2 separate regions of the Macaca mulatta genome follow, and region 1 is linked to region 2. A link is a contact called in public Hi-C data. All regions are on one chromosome and are shown on one strand. The core of a region is the stretch at or near the end of the contact, and the rest is flanking DNA. Distances in the headings are between cores, read along the strand shown. Region 1 has its middle 87 kb from the start of BCOR. Region 2 overlaps BCOR (BCL6 corepressor).

Region 1 (6,864 bases), core at 2,157-4,656, 180 kb after region 2:
CTGGGGCCTCAGTTGTACCTCAGTGCCTCTGAGCATGCAGAAGGAGTGTGCTAGCTTTTGCTGTCGTGTGGGCCCTCTGGCCGAATGATGCCCCAAGACTGCCAAAACCCTAAATGGAATGGGGCTGTTTGCTCAAGGTAATGATTGAAAGTACGGGTTCTGGAGTCAGGGAGATTGGGGTTTACCAGCCATGTGCCTTTGGATGTGTTCTTTAACCTCTCTGAACATTAGTTTCCTTATCTGCAAAATGTAGGCATGGTGGCAGGCACACAGCCTCCCTTCCAACCTCGTCCTATGGTGCCCCCATGGTCTGCAGAGACTGAAAGGCTAAAAACTGGATTTCCCAGACACCTTTGCAGCTGGGACTGTGGATGAGAATTCAATTTTACCAGTTAGATGCACTCGTGTGAAGTTAGGATGGCAGATGTGAGGCAGAGCCCACAATTCTTGCCTGCTGCTCTGGCTGTACCTGCTGGAGGTGTGTGTGTGTGCGTGTGCGTGTGTGTGTGTGAAACAACATTCTAGTGTTTGCTCAGTTACCAGCTGTGTGGGTGTTGAGAGGGGTTGTGGTGGCAGTGGCTTCCTGATCCTTGGATCACAGCTATGGTAGTGCACTCTGGAAATCTACATTTTCAGAGGCGGGCTCCCTCACGCCCCACCTTTCTGATAGTGGAAGAGATGGCAGTAATCTTGGCGGACCAGTTCAGTGGTGTTGTTTTGGGAGCCCAGAGACTGACTGCTCCTCCTGCACCCTTCCAATAATTTTGTCAGTACCTAATTTCCTGTGTTAAATCTCTTCTTGCTTAAAATAGCTGGAGAGGTTCTCTCTTTCCTGCAATGGAACTCCAACTGCTGTCAGGGTAACCCCCATTTGCTCACAAGGTTATTGATGGAATGAAACGAGATGATAAATCCCTTTATGTATGCTAGGTATTTGTCTTTTTCTTTTTTTTTTTTTTCGAGGCAGAGTCTCGCTCTGTCGCCCAGGCTGGAGTGCAGTGGCACGATCTCCGCTCACTGCAAGCTCTGCCTCCTGGGTTCACGCCATTCTCCTGCCTCGGCCTCCCGAGTAGCGGGGACTACAGGCACCGCCACCACACCTGGCTAATTTTTTGTATTTTTAGTAGAGATGGGGTTTCACCGTGTTAGCCAGGATGGTCTTGATCTCCTGACCTCGTGATCCACCCACCTCGGCCTCCCAAAGTGCTGGGATTACAGGCATGAGCCACCGCGCCCGGCCTGCTAGGTGTTTTTCAAAAACGGGTCTCTTTTTTTCAGAGGTGACTAAATGTGATAGAAACCCTTGTGACAAGCCACCCTAATTTGTACAAGCTCTCAGCCAGTTGTTTTACATAGAGTTGCTGGGGCAGGAAACAACCTGAAAGAATTCAGATTCTTTGGGTGGGTCGCCTGCTTTCAAAGGCTCATCAAGTCCTTGTACTTATTCAGGGGGAGTTCTGCCTCCCTGCCTACCATTAGAGCAATGACTGGCACCACAGGCATGGCACAGGCAGCTGGGAAACGTGACAGGCTTCCTGGTGTGAGCCCAGAAGTTCAGCTGCCAGAGATCCTCCTCCGTCTGTGACTGTGCTCCACCATGATCACTACTAGTTCGTGTTAAAGCACACTGTTTAGGCTGGGCGTGGTGGCTCACGCCTGTAATCCCAACACTTTGGGAGGCTGAGGCGGGTGGATCACTTGAGGTCAGGAGTTCCAGACCAGCCTGGCCAACATGTGAAACCCCGTCTCTACTAAAAATACAAAAATTAGCTGGGTGCGATGGCTCACACCTATAATCCCATCACTTTAGGAGGGCGAGGCAGGCAAATCACTTCAGGCCAAGAGCTGGAGACCAGCCTGGCCAACATGGTGAAACCCTGTCTATTCTAAAAATACAAAAATTAGCAGGGGTGGTGTCATGCGCCTGTAGTCTCAGCTACTCAGAAGGCTGAGGCAAGAGACTTGCTTGAACCCGGGAGCCGGAGGTTGCAGTGAGCTGAGATCGCGCCACTGTACTCCAGCCTGGGCGACAGAGTGAGACTTCATCCCCCTCCCCCCAAAAAAATTTTAGCTGGGCGTGGTGGTGTGCACTTCTCATCTCAACTACTTGGGAGGCTGAGGCAGGAGAATCACTTAAACCCGGGAGGCAGAGGTTGCAGTGAGCGGAGATGGTGCCACTGCACTCCAGCCTGGGCGACAAAGCAAGACTCTGTCTCAAAAAAAAAAAAAAAAAAAAAAAAAGAAAAGAAAAGAAAAAAGCACGTTGTTTAATTCCTGCCTCCTCCCAGTTAATCTCCACGCGATATTTACAAAACCTTCCCCTCCCCTCCCATGAAGAACAGGCTGACAAAAGATCTTGCTTTCTGTGGTGAAGAATGTTCTCATGGCCATGGCATTGGCCTCCTGAGTTAGGAGTTTCCAGAGAAAACAACTGAGAGGATGTAAATTGTACAAGGACAGGTTGCTTGGGGAGAAGTTCAAAAGACAAGGCTGGGCTTGGAGGACTGGGCCACCCATGCAGAAGGGCGTTGGGTGCTGCGAAAGGAGAGGAACACAGACCTGGAGAAAGGGTGTGAAAGTAAAGGGGGATCTTGGAAAGCCCCCCGGCCCCCGACCCTGTTCAGTGGACAGAATGCTTCTCTCCCCTCATAGATCCAAATCCTTCATCTTCCCATCTCACCCTCTTGCTCTCTGTCATTCGATTTCCTGCCACAAAATGGGGACCCTCTCTGGAGTGAGGAACCAGGCAGGTGGCCCTAGGGGCCTCCAAGCTGGGTGGAAGCTGGGCTGGGGTTGGTTGCCGGAACAATCCAGGCTCCACTCCAGCCCATAGGGGGCTTGAGGCTGGGTGGGTGTGATAAACTGTTTCAGTGGTTTTCAGGAGCCCTAATCAATTGCGAGGCAGAGCAAAGCCCTCTGGGGACACATAAAGCCAGCCCTGTGTCAGTGCCCAGTTGGAGTTTGTGTGGTTTGAACTCTTGTGTGGTTTGGACAAGTTCACCGGGTTTTGCTGGGGCGGTTTATTCTGTTTCCAAACTGCAGTAGAGGGAGGCAAACGGCCCTTGGACCCTACAAGCCACTCCTGAAATGCGATAGGTGGCCTCTCCTCTCTCCCGCATGGTCCCAAAGGCTCAGGGAAGAGAGGCCGGGCAGGTCCAGGCCATAGCGTTCCTGGTTCCCGCCGGTGGCTCCGGGTGTAGACATTTCTAGAAACGCTCCCCCGCCCAAGGCTGGCTAGACCTTCCCGTTGGGGAGCTGAGCTGCTGCAGGTTTGACTGTCTGCTCCCGCTTCCAAACTAGAAAGACAAATGCCCACTTTCGGATTCCATCTTCTGCCACGGACGCCTCCGGGACGCGCAGCCGCCCGGCGCAGAGGAAGCCCGGGACGCTGGGGACACCGCCTGGAGCCTCCGCGCATAGCACCGGGGCGTTTTTTTCCTTCCAGCTGGAGGCTTCCCATTTAACCTCTAAAGTGCCAGAAGATCCGGATCTCTCGCGGGCAGGCCTTTGGCTGGCTCTGGGCGAGGCTGGGACCCCAGATTCGAGTGCCTCGGGCGAGCACTCGGCGTGCAGATGTCTTGAGGGGCCTATGCGCTGGAGAGGAAGTCTGCCCAGCGAGGTGGACGGACACTGGGCCCTCGGGGACCCATCTGACAACGCCTGGTTCCCTGGGAAGCCTGTGCGAGCCTGCGGGGGGCCAGGGCAAAATAGAACCAGGAACATGTGTTGTTTGGGAGGGAAGCCGGGGCGCATGGCATGTCTCAATAGTGCTGGCACCCTCCAGGGACCTTCCTGCTTCCACAGAAGGTGGGGACGGGGAGGCGAGCATGGAGAGAGAGAAAGGGAAGTGGGAAGAAATTGGTCACGGAGGAAGCTATTTTTATGCTTTGCTACAGCTGCGTGCGTTTCTCTGACCAACTAGGCAGCGAAAATTAGACCGGCTCCGGTTGAAAACAGGCCCTAAACTTCACCGGGGGGTGGGGGTAGTGGGACACGCGCAGGAAAGGGGAGGAGAGGGGGAAATCCCCGTGGATCTGGCAAACCCCACTGTCCCGGAAGCTGTCAATGCGCAGCGAACAAGCTCCCCTGCCCTCCCCGGCTCCAGATGCCTCAACCTTCACCTTGGATGTCGGAGGCATCCTTTCCCCTCTGTGTCACATCTTGGGCATGACACAGCCAAGACTGAGGGTTAGTTCATCAGTGTCTTCTGCTTTTAGGCCTCAGAGGACCTTATCCTTTTTGGCAGGGGACCAGACCTCCTGGGTGGCCTCCGTCACCACTAAGTCACTTGGGCACCTGGAGAAATGGCAAAGGTCCCAAACAGGAAACCAAGATTGGGAAGTGAGGACCCTAGAATTAGAATGTTTTGGGGTCTATGATTGTCTAGGTCAGCGGTTCCCAAAGTGTGGTCTGAGGATCCCTGTGGTTCCCTGAGCCCTTTTCAGACTGTTCTTTTCTAACTGCAAAGCTCCATTAGGCTGGATTTTCTTCAACCAAAACAACGTATCACAACGCATTGGATGCCCAAGCCACTATGAGGAAGCAGCTGTCTTCGATTAAGCCAGATATTAGAGAGGTTTGCAAAAATGTAAGAACGATGCCACTTTTCTCCCTAAACTTTTTTGTTTATTTGTTTTGGAAAATATGGTTATTTTTAAATAGAATTGTGCTATTGATGTTACTATAGATGTTACCATGCATTTTATCCATTGCTGTGTAACAAGTTACCCCCAAAACTTTAGTGGCTGAAAACAACAGACATTTATTAACTCACACAGTTTCTGTGGGTCAGGAATCTGGGAGCAGCTTAGCTGGGTGGTTCTGGCTCAGGGTCTCTTAGGAGACTAATCAGGGTGTGTTCCAGGGGTAGGATCATCTCAAAGCTCAGCCGGGGAAAGATCCACCCCCAGGCTCACTCGTGGCTGCTGACAGGCCTGGGTTTCTTGCCACGAGGCCCTCTCCATGGGGCTGCCTCGTGACAAGGCAGCTGGCTCCTCCTAGGGAGAGAAAAGAGGGCACCCAAGACAGAAGGCACAGTCTTTTTTGTAATCTAATTTTGGAAGCCACATCCCTATAGGACAATAGATCTATTAGGAGTGAGTCTGTAAGTCCAGCTAGCGTTCAAGGGGAGGGAATTACTCAAGGGTGTGGGTGACAGAAAGTGGGAATTACTGGGCACCATCTTAGAGGCTGCCCACCACACATGTAATATATTAATGATTGTTATTTTTAGATCAATTAATACATAAATATTAAAAATGTTCCTGTTTTCATTTTTAATGTGGGAAATACTGATAAGACCAATATAACCAAAAGCATTTTGGAGTCCTCGATAATAAATTAAAAAGTCAAGGAGTCCCAAGACCTAAAGGTTTGAGAACTGCTGGTCTAGGTTTGTGGTATTTACAGGAGAAGTACCTTGGTACTATGTGGGGGCCAGTCCATCCACCCACCCATCCACCCATCCATCCATCCATCTATCCCTCCATCCATCCATCCCTCCATCCTTGCATCCATCCATCTACACACTCAGCTATCCACCCATACATGCAATCAAAATATTCGAACTACTGGGCTAGGGCTGGTGCTTTAACAGTAAACAAGACCGCCAGTGATTGTCCTGTGGAGCTATAATTTGTTAACAGATTACACAATTAACAAATAAATAAGGTAAATTTTTAAAACAGTAACTTCAAGTTGTGATAAGTTGGGGCCCCAAAGCCTAGACCCTGGAGAAGCAGTTACTGTTGAATTGACACTATTTTGGGGGGCATTATAATAGGTGACCCACACTGTGGGTGAGGTGGGCCCAGACTGCATGGTCCAGGGAGAAGGGAGTATGTCCCAGCTGTGGCCAGATAAGTGTAAAGCCCTAATGAGCCAGAATAATCTGGTATCTCCCAGGTTCTTCATGCCTAGTTAATTTTTGCCCCCCACCCACAATGAGTTTTTCATAAAAGTCCAGCTTCCTTTAAGTCTCTAGGGCAAGCCTGGGGGGAAATAGTCCAGGTTTGTCCTGGAAGCCAGGGTACTGGTGACTCTGAGACTTAGGGTGAGAGGCTCTCACATGGAGGATGCAACCCATATGGGCAGAATAACTGGGACTACAGGCGCGTTCCACCATGCCTGGCTAATTTTAAAAAATGTTTTTTTGTAGAGACCCAAGCTGGTCTCAAGCTCCTGAGCTCAAGTGATCCTCCCACCTCGGCCCCCCAAAGTATTGGGATTACAGGCATGAACCACTGTTCTCCACCTGATAACATTTTTTGGGAGGAGGTAGGGATAGTCTGGGGCAGAGACAGGCAGTGATCCCAAGCTGGAGACACAAGGAGGCCAGGCTATGGGACAGAAGCAGGGGGTGGGTGGCTGGGATGGGAATAGAGCATACATGACAAATAGTGGCTGAGCACAGTGACTCACGCCTGTAATCCCAGCACTTTGGGAGGCCAAGGCGGGCAGATCACTTGAGGTCAGGAGTTCAAGACCAGCCTGGCCAGCATGGTGAAACCTGCCGTCTCTACTAAAAATACAAAAATTAGCCAGGTGTGGTGGTGCACGCCTGTGATCCCAGCTACTTGGGAGGCTGAGGCAGGAGAATTGCTTGAACTCGGGAGGTGGAGGTTGCAGTGAGCTGAGATCACACCATTGCACTCCAGTTTGGGCGACAGAGCAAAACTCCGTCTCAAGGAAGAAAAAAAAAAAAGACAAGTAGTGACCTTTCCTACTTAAAACCCTTGCCTAGGCCAGCCCTGTTCTGAGCATCAGCTGAAAGACTTTGAGCATTTTTAAAGAGGAAATGTGCCCCCTCCGGCTCCCCCCAACTCGTGGTTTCACAGTGTATATTGTGCTTCAGAAGGCAGGGCT
Region 2 (7,434 bases), core at 2,549-5,048:
ACACAGACTGCGTCACAGCAGCAGCGCTGTGCTCCGGGTTTCAAGGAAGGGACGGGTGAAGAAGTTCCTATTTTAGGATGTGAGGGGTGGGGGTGGGGTGTGTGGGGGTGGAAGATGAGAAGAAAAAGCTCTTCCGGATGTGCAGTGTGGCATGGGTCCTCCAGGTCTGCTGGGGAGTAAGAGACCCCAAGGCTGCCCCCCAGGTCCCTGGGAGGCAAAACCGCAGGCTTCCAGGAGTGTGGTCGAGGGAGGTGGCTGGCCTGGTCCCAGCCCCTCCCCCGAGAGAATTGGGGGTGAGGGAAGTGATCCAGCCGGCCCAGGTGCTGCCTCTTGGCACACTCCAAGCCACAGCCGTAGCCTGCAAGGGCATCCCCGCCCACACCTCCAAGTTTTGCACTAGTAAGAGGGAGGGGGAAGGGGAAACTCGCTGGCCCGGACCATTCGAGCACCCAGATACCTTCCCGGCCTCCTGCCGGGGCGTCGGGGTCAGAGCGGAGAGCCACATCGGCTGGGAGCGAACTTGGCCCCGGCGAAGAAGAAAGGGGGAGGGGCGCCCCCTCCCCGGGCTGAGGCGCTTCAGCCCGGAGCGTGATCGGTCGGCAACAAAGGGATTTTCTCTCCCACCACACACACCCGTGCTGCTCGGGGCTCGCCCGCTCCTCCTCGCCGCTCCTCGGCGGAGGTCCCAGCGCGCGGGGCCGCACCACGGCACACACCCACGCCCTCGCGGCGCGCCCCCGCCGAGCCTTCCAGGAACTCCAGCAGGCTCCCCGGAGGCGGCCCGACCTCCCCAGTTCCCGACCCTAAGTAACCCCTCGGACCCTAAGACCTGGCGCGCTCTCCGTGGTGCCCCTTCCGAAGGCCCCGCCGCACCTTCTGTCCCCATCAACGAATCTGACGAAAGGAAACTTTGGGTGGGCGCAGGGAGAATCCGAGACCTCCCGGGAAATGCCGCCGAGTCCACAGGGGGAATGGGCACGGCAGACCCCTCCTCGCAATCGTTCTGGGTTCCCTTCCGATCATACTAGAACGCTGCTGCTCTGGACGCTTCCCCTTACAAAGATGTGAGCCAAGTGTCGCCTACTGTAACGTGGGAGGGGTGCGAATATCGGGGATTGGGGTCCGGGGTGTAATCTGCAGGGACTGACCCTAAGGGTCGCTGCCGAGCCTGTAATGCCCGCTACACTCCCCTCCTCCAGGCAGAGCCCATGGCCCGGGGTCAGGTGTCCCCAACCTCTCTCTCACAGGCCAATGGGGGACACTTGCCCTTCTCCCAGGGCAATCTGTCCAGGCCACCCCACCAGCTTTTTGTTCCTTTCACTTTCCTTCATGGTTTTGCCACAGGGGGAGTCAGGGAACCACGTGTGTATTCAAGAGAGGGCGAATTTAGAAACAGGTGTCCCCTCACAGGAGGCCACTCAGCAACAGAAACCCAAGTCAAAAGCCAGGAATCCCTCCTTACTCTTCTCCCCACTCCACGCAAAAAGAAACCACTTGCCCCCTTTGGTCTAGTCCTTGCAGAACTGGGTCCCCACTTGGGAGTCTACACAACCTGGGGGCAAATCCAGAATAAATGTTCCACACCACGCCTCCAAAGGCTGTGTCAATGAACTTTTGTTTTCACCAGGGCTTTGTAGGAGTAAAACAGGAATGCCTTCGCCGCCATCCCCCCCCCCACCACCACCGAAGGGAACAAGCTATACCGTAAGGCTAATAACAACAGCTATCATTAGTATACAGAGGAAGCACAAAGGAACTTTTAATGCATAAAAGATGCCTAAAAGGCAGGGGTCCTGCGATCTGCAAGTGAGTCTCTCGCTGACTGTGCAGAGCCTGGGAGTCCCAGAAAGGCTGGGATGAGGGTCAGAGAAGGAGAGGGGCACCCACTTTCTTTACAAGGAACAATAGGAATCCCATGTCTGCTACTCAGTCATGGAACTCAGAGCACCCAAAACAAAGCCATGGAACAACTGCGGTATAGATGGGGGCCCATGAATTTTTGTAGCTGTTCAGGGCTTAATTACTCCTCCTTGATCCGTGGGACTAGACACGACACCGCCAAGGTTAAAATGCCCCGAACAGCGCCGAGCAGATGTGAGCGAGCTGGCAGACGCGCAAATGAGGCCTGCCTCGGAGCACGATAACAAGTGACTAATACATTGCATATCGTTGAAAGAAAATTATTTTTCTCTAATTTGCATTTGCTTGGGGGAAAAAAAGCCAACGAGAGTCCCTCCTCACATGCACAAGTCTAATCCTGGAAATACAGCCCGGCTGCTTTAAGAGAGCTGGAAGGAGGGAAAGACTGCCAGTGTTTTGGCGTTGCAGGCTTGTTTATCTTTCCGCCTTTCCTCCAAGGCGAAACTCGTTTTGCAAGCAACATTCCTACAGAAAATGGCACACGTCATAAAAAGAGACCAATTTATAGAACTGGCACCGAAGTTCATGTCTCACTCCAGAAGCATCTCCCAGCTCCCCATCGGAAACCCAACTAGATGTAGAAGTCCATGTTAAAACTTAGAGAGTAGACTTGGGGAGGGGGCGGTGCTGGGCGGGGGGAGGAGAGAATGAACTAGATTTGCAGATACCCTGTAGGCTGTACACCCAGAGGCCAAAGTCATGCGGAAGGGTAGAATATAGAATTAAGTCAGCCCTAAATGATGTTCCAAAACGCAGGGAGGACCAGGCAGGTGCCAGGGCTTGGAAGGCTTCAACCTTGGGATTCACGGGGGAGAGGAGTGAATTTTTACACCCAGCTTGCCCCAGGACGGTCCAGAGGCAGGTCCACATTCTTTGCCATCCTAAGTCCACCTGCTTGGGCCAGCCACGAACCTCCAGGACTGGCCTAGTGGGTAACTGCCGCCACCAACTGCTCTCCCTCCCACCCTGGCGCCTCTCTGCAGGGCCTGGCAGGGTACCAGGAACTCAAGAGAAAGCCTGTGGCTGTGGGCATCTAGTTGATGAAGTCAGAGTAGGTGGTGCTGTGGGCAGGCTTCAGGACGCACCTTTGCGTACTGCAGTTGAAGGCAAATGTGTTCTTGAAAACGGGAAGGCTTGGGAGAAAAGGTTAAGGCATGTGGGTAATCAAAAGCCAATCTGACCTCCCTTCCCCCCAAAATACACCCCCTTCAGGGTACTGAACCTGCACACTTGCATTTCCAAGCTGGAAACAGTGCCGAGTGCACAGAACACAGCACCCGCCTGTCTCTAACTTGTCTGAATAACAGGGCCATTTCAGAGGGGAACAACGGCCTTCAGAGCCTCTGCAATTTCCAGAAAGCTTTCAGTTAATAACACATTCTTTCCAATAAGCTTACTTAGGGCTGAAAGTTATTTTCCCAAATCTTAAAAACTCTGTCACCAACAGCTGAGGACCCAGTTCAACGGATCCTGGCCAAACCCCACCAACACGGTGACACTCACAGCCCCGTGGGCCTTCTCCCGCCACCTCTGCCTCACCACAAGTTCCCTAAACCACAACATACAAACCATCCTGCACCCCACCACAATCCTGGGAAGTCATAAAGATGTGTATTGGGGATGGGGGGGTGGGTGTGCCGTGGAGCTTTCTCTCATCTGGGGATGCGCTGGCCAGAAAGTGGCCGCCACCTCTGCAGCTCGTCCATGGGCCTGCATAGTGCGCGCTTTGTGTAAGTGCTGAGGAGGCGCAGCGCTGCTCGCGCGCCAACAGCTGTCACATTATTTGCACTCGCTGTAAACAGCCTTCACATTCCCCCCTTACCACATAGTTAAAGCCAGACTAACAATCCACAGTTAGAGATCAAACCAACAACAGCAGCATTGTGTCTGCCTTCGCTGCCTTCGCACCAAGCCCAGCAGCTGGCAGGTTTCTCCGGAACAAGGGACCCCTTCTCCCCCTACCCCTCCAGGCTCCAGCCAAGGCTAGCCAAGGAAGCATGCGTTTGTCAGCGCTGTTTGTTAAAGCAAAAGAGCACCGCCATTTCGCAGAGATTTCCGTGTGGCTCATCAGCCCTCTCCGAGAGTTTACTCCTTCTGGAAGCTCAGGGAAGCATCATGAGAATAAAGGTTACGGAGACTCGTAGGGTTGGTTTCCATGCTCAGCAAAGTGGGGTCTGGCCAGGCTGGGGCCGGGACAGGGAGGTCTGCCCCTCTCCATGCCATGTCACAGAGGCCAGACAGGTCTGCGCTTTCTGCAGCCCTCAGAGGAATGCTTCCTGTCTTTCGGAAATTGCCCAACTCACTGAATACTTACTGGCCGCCCCACTGATCAAAATGTCTCCTTTATGATTTTTGGTTAAGTTGAACATTTCCATAATCGTCATTATTAGTGCAAATTACACGCCTAATCGGTCCTTAAATAGATTTTAATTAAATAAGCATACAAGGCTCATTTTATGACTTAAGAAAGGCATTACTTTTCGTTATAAACTTTCCACCAGGATATCGAATAACGATAGCAGACAAATACTTATTCTTTGAAAATCACCAATAACCGATGGGCAGAGTATCATGAAACATACCCTGTTCTACCCTCTGGAATCAAAGCTGAGACCAGACATATCACAGCGGTACAACTTTCCTCCTGGGATGGGAGAGAGGATTTCTTCCTCCAAAGCACTATGTCTGTCTTCCTTGTGGCCAGTAGAAATAAACCCCCAGTGCTGCTTTCCCTACCCATCTGATGAGATTTCTCTAGCTGATGTCCTCTAGCAACCACTACTCCCCCACCACCTCCATCCGTTTTCCACCCCTTTGCCTGCTTAGAGTCCTGGTGCAAAGCGGGCAGGCTGTGCTTGTTAAATGCTGTGTAAAATGCTGTTAATAAAATAATAAATACAAAGGATGGAGGCTGCTGGTTCCACTGGTGTTTTGACTGGAAATGCCTTGGCACTTGTCATGTGTTTATGGGAGGGCAGACAACGCTAGGATTTACATAGTTTGGACATTTCTGTACTTCATTTATTCTTTCCTAAATGACGTAGGCCTCGAGCTATTTCAAGTTTGCATTTGTACAGAACTGTTAAATGCCTAGGAGTTTCTCCAATTAAACCAAGTTTAAAATCAGACCCAAAGCTGGAACATACACTCAGACTTGCCCAACTCCACCTTCAGCCTCGGTGGCTGGAGAACAAACAGATCCTCGAAAACAATCAGTCCTCGAGCTCCCCACCTTCACCCCCCTCTCCAGGAGGGCCCCTAGGGCAAAGGTTAAGGCGTCTCTAGATTCCAAGCCCGGCCCAGGCTACACACTGAGGCAATCATTGCAGTTAGGCGCATCTTGTCCATAGACTACCTTTAAAATCGTGGGCTAAAATCGGGGGGGAAACTGCTGGCCTGGTAAAACCCACTGTTCACAAAACAATGTCAGCAAAGGCTGTAAGGCATTCTTTAGAGAGGGACCAGGGATTCGTGCCTACTGAAGCTCTTTCAGCACAAAGGCTTTTAGGGGAAGAAGGGAAAAAGAGGGAGGAGGAGGGGGAGAGGAGGAGAGAAAGGGAGGGAGGGCTCCTGTTTCAGAGCAGGCATCCCCTGAGAGTCAAGAACCAAGTGTAGCTTCAATCAAACACTGACTTTCCCTCTGGGAGTCGAGTAGGAAACCTGATCACAGTAGCTTACTACCGGCCTGGATCCATACAGGTCTGGTTTTCTTCTCATGCTAGTAATTTTTTAAAATACATATCGATATAAAAGAAGCAATCCCTGGCAGACTTTGTTGAAAACCACATTGAGCCCTCATAACATCCGGACTTAATCCTTATCAAACAAACCACAGCACCTCTGGCCTCTGCACCAGGCCACCCCCTCTCACCTCTTCCAACCAGGTCTTGCCCCTCTAGACACCATCGTTCCCCCCCTGAAATAATGCCAGGAAGCCTTGCCAAAGGGTACCCAGATACCGGCTCTGAAATAAGTTCCTAACCATATAATGATCCCACTTGGGGGGCGGGGGAGAAGCAAGTCTTTTCATATGGAATCCTTTAAAAGGCAGAATGCAAACTACGGTAACAAAGGGAAAGAGGAACCCAGGAAGACGGACCTAGAATACCCGCGTAGGGGAGATTAAATCTGCATCCTTGGGTCCCAGGACACAGACCTAGCAAGTCTCAGGGGGTCTCAGGGGCAGCAGGGAATGGAGGAGCAACCTATAGGAACATGACAAGTCATTCAAAGCAATTATTCATCCTTGAGGCCTACTATGCGCCAAGTATTCTATTTAGATCCTAAAGGTGGATAATTATTCCCAGTCTTACAAATGAAAAAACTTACTGGGGCTCAAAGGCCGTAAATAACTTGCCCCCAAGGTCACACAGCTAGTAAAAAATGGGCCACGGTCAAACTCAGTCCTGGAGTTGCGGAGAGGAGCCAATTATTGGTCTAATTGTGCCATTTGAAATCCTGATTTTCACATATTGTCTCCTCTGAAAAGCTTCCTTAGGCCTTATGTACCCAAGAACGAGATAAAGAGTGTTTAACACTTATGTTACTTGGTCTACAGTGAGCCTCGAACACAGTTTCTCCTATATCTAGTCATCTCCTGGTCCACTCAAAGTCTTTCACCATTTCCCCCTACATCCTACAAATCTCCCTACGTTGTTATACCCTGGTGTAAGGCCAATGCGCTCAACAAGCCTCCCCTTTCCCATCCCTCCAGCACCCCAGAATAGACAGGGGTAGGTGGGTCGACTCCTTTCAGGTCTCTGGGAAAAGTGCTGACTACTGGTACTAGGACCTAGGCTTGCCACCCCAGTTTTGCCACATAAAGCAATAAATCAAATTATCTAGATAGAGCAAAAGCCATTTGGAGGAAGCTCCTCCATCTACCTTTCCTAGGATTTAAAGGAAAAACCCCAGGGAACAAAGTAGTGTGGCAGAGGGAATTAAGATGGAAGACGCCAGCAAGATGTTCTATTGGGCCACCCAGAGTCCCCACAAAAGCGCAAGCCGGGGGATGGGCTATCTCGTCCTTTCCCCAACCTTTCTTCACAGAAGCGCCCGGCGGCAAACCTCAGGGCCCAACATCCCCTCCCCATCTTATCCCCAATTTCCGGGTCTGCCCCAGGCTTTCAGATGCTCCGGGAACTACCTACACCCGCGGAGCCTGCCAAAGCCACCTCCGGCTCTGCTCGATGGGGAAGGGCAGGGGCACCAGACACTCGGACTTCCCGGCCCTGGACTGGTTACTCCTCCAGACGCTGAAGCTCCGGATGTGCGAAATGGCTCCGCAGTGCGACCGGGTGTGCAGGGGCCTCGGCGGCGGGAGGGACTGAGGGGAGACGGCGGCGCCGGGGCGCTCACCCCGCTAGCCAGCTGAGCACGCCCCCGCAGGCCGGCCGCCCCTGGCTCCAGGCCAGCCCTCTGCAAGTGGCGTTCTTTCTCTTTTTTAAACTTTCCGGCCGTGGCGAACGGGCAGGGTTTCCAGCCCTCCCCGGCCCCCACCCAGTTCGGGGCGGG

Evidence for each region. Hi-C and Micro-C count contacts between places; a contact is called where the count stands out from the background.
Region 1: a contact with region 2 is called in a Hi-C map of fetal cortex germinal zone, with 4 times the contacts expected there. The contact joins two enhancer-like sites. A contact is called at or near these places in 2 of 14 Hi-C or Micro-C datasets (fetal cortex germinal zone and liver).

The regions. Positions count from the first base shown.
Region 1 is chrX:40,133,760-40,140,623 of T2T-MMU8v2.0, forward strand. No RefSeq gene overlaps it. Among named protein-coding and RNA genes, the nearest start is that of BCOR, 87 kb to the left of the region's middle. Within about 2 kb of position 3,407, at least 17 of the 40 cell types and tissues checked have an H3K27ac peak or open chromatin away from gene starts, as enhancers often do. A contact at or near this core is called in fetal cortex germinal zone, where this site is marked.
Region 2 is chrX:39,954,288-39,961,721 of T2T-MMU8v2.0, forward strand. The region is part of intron 1 of BCOR (BCL6 corepressor); the gene reads right to left. Among named protein-coding and RNA genes, the nearest start is that of BCOR, 92 kb to the right of the region's middle. Within about 2 kb of position 3,799, at least 8 of the 40 cell types and tissues checked have an H3K27ac peak or open chromatin away from gene starts, as enhancers often do. A contact at or near this core is called in fetal cortex germinal zone, where this site is marked.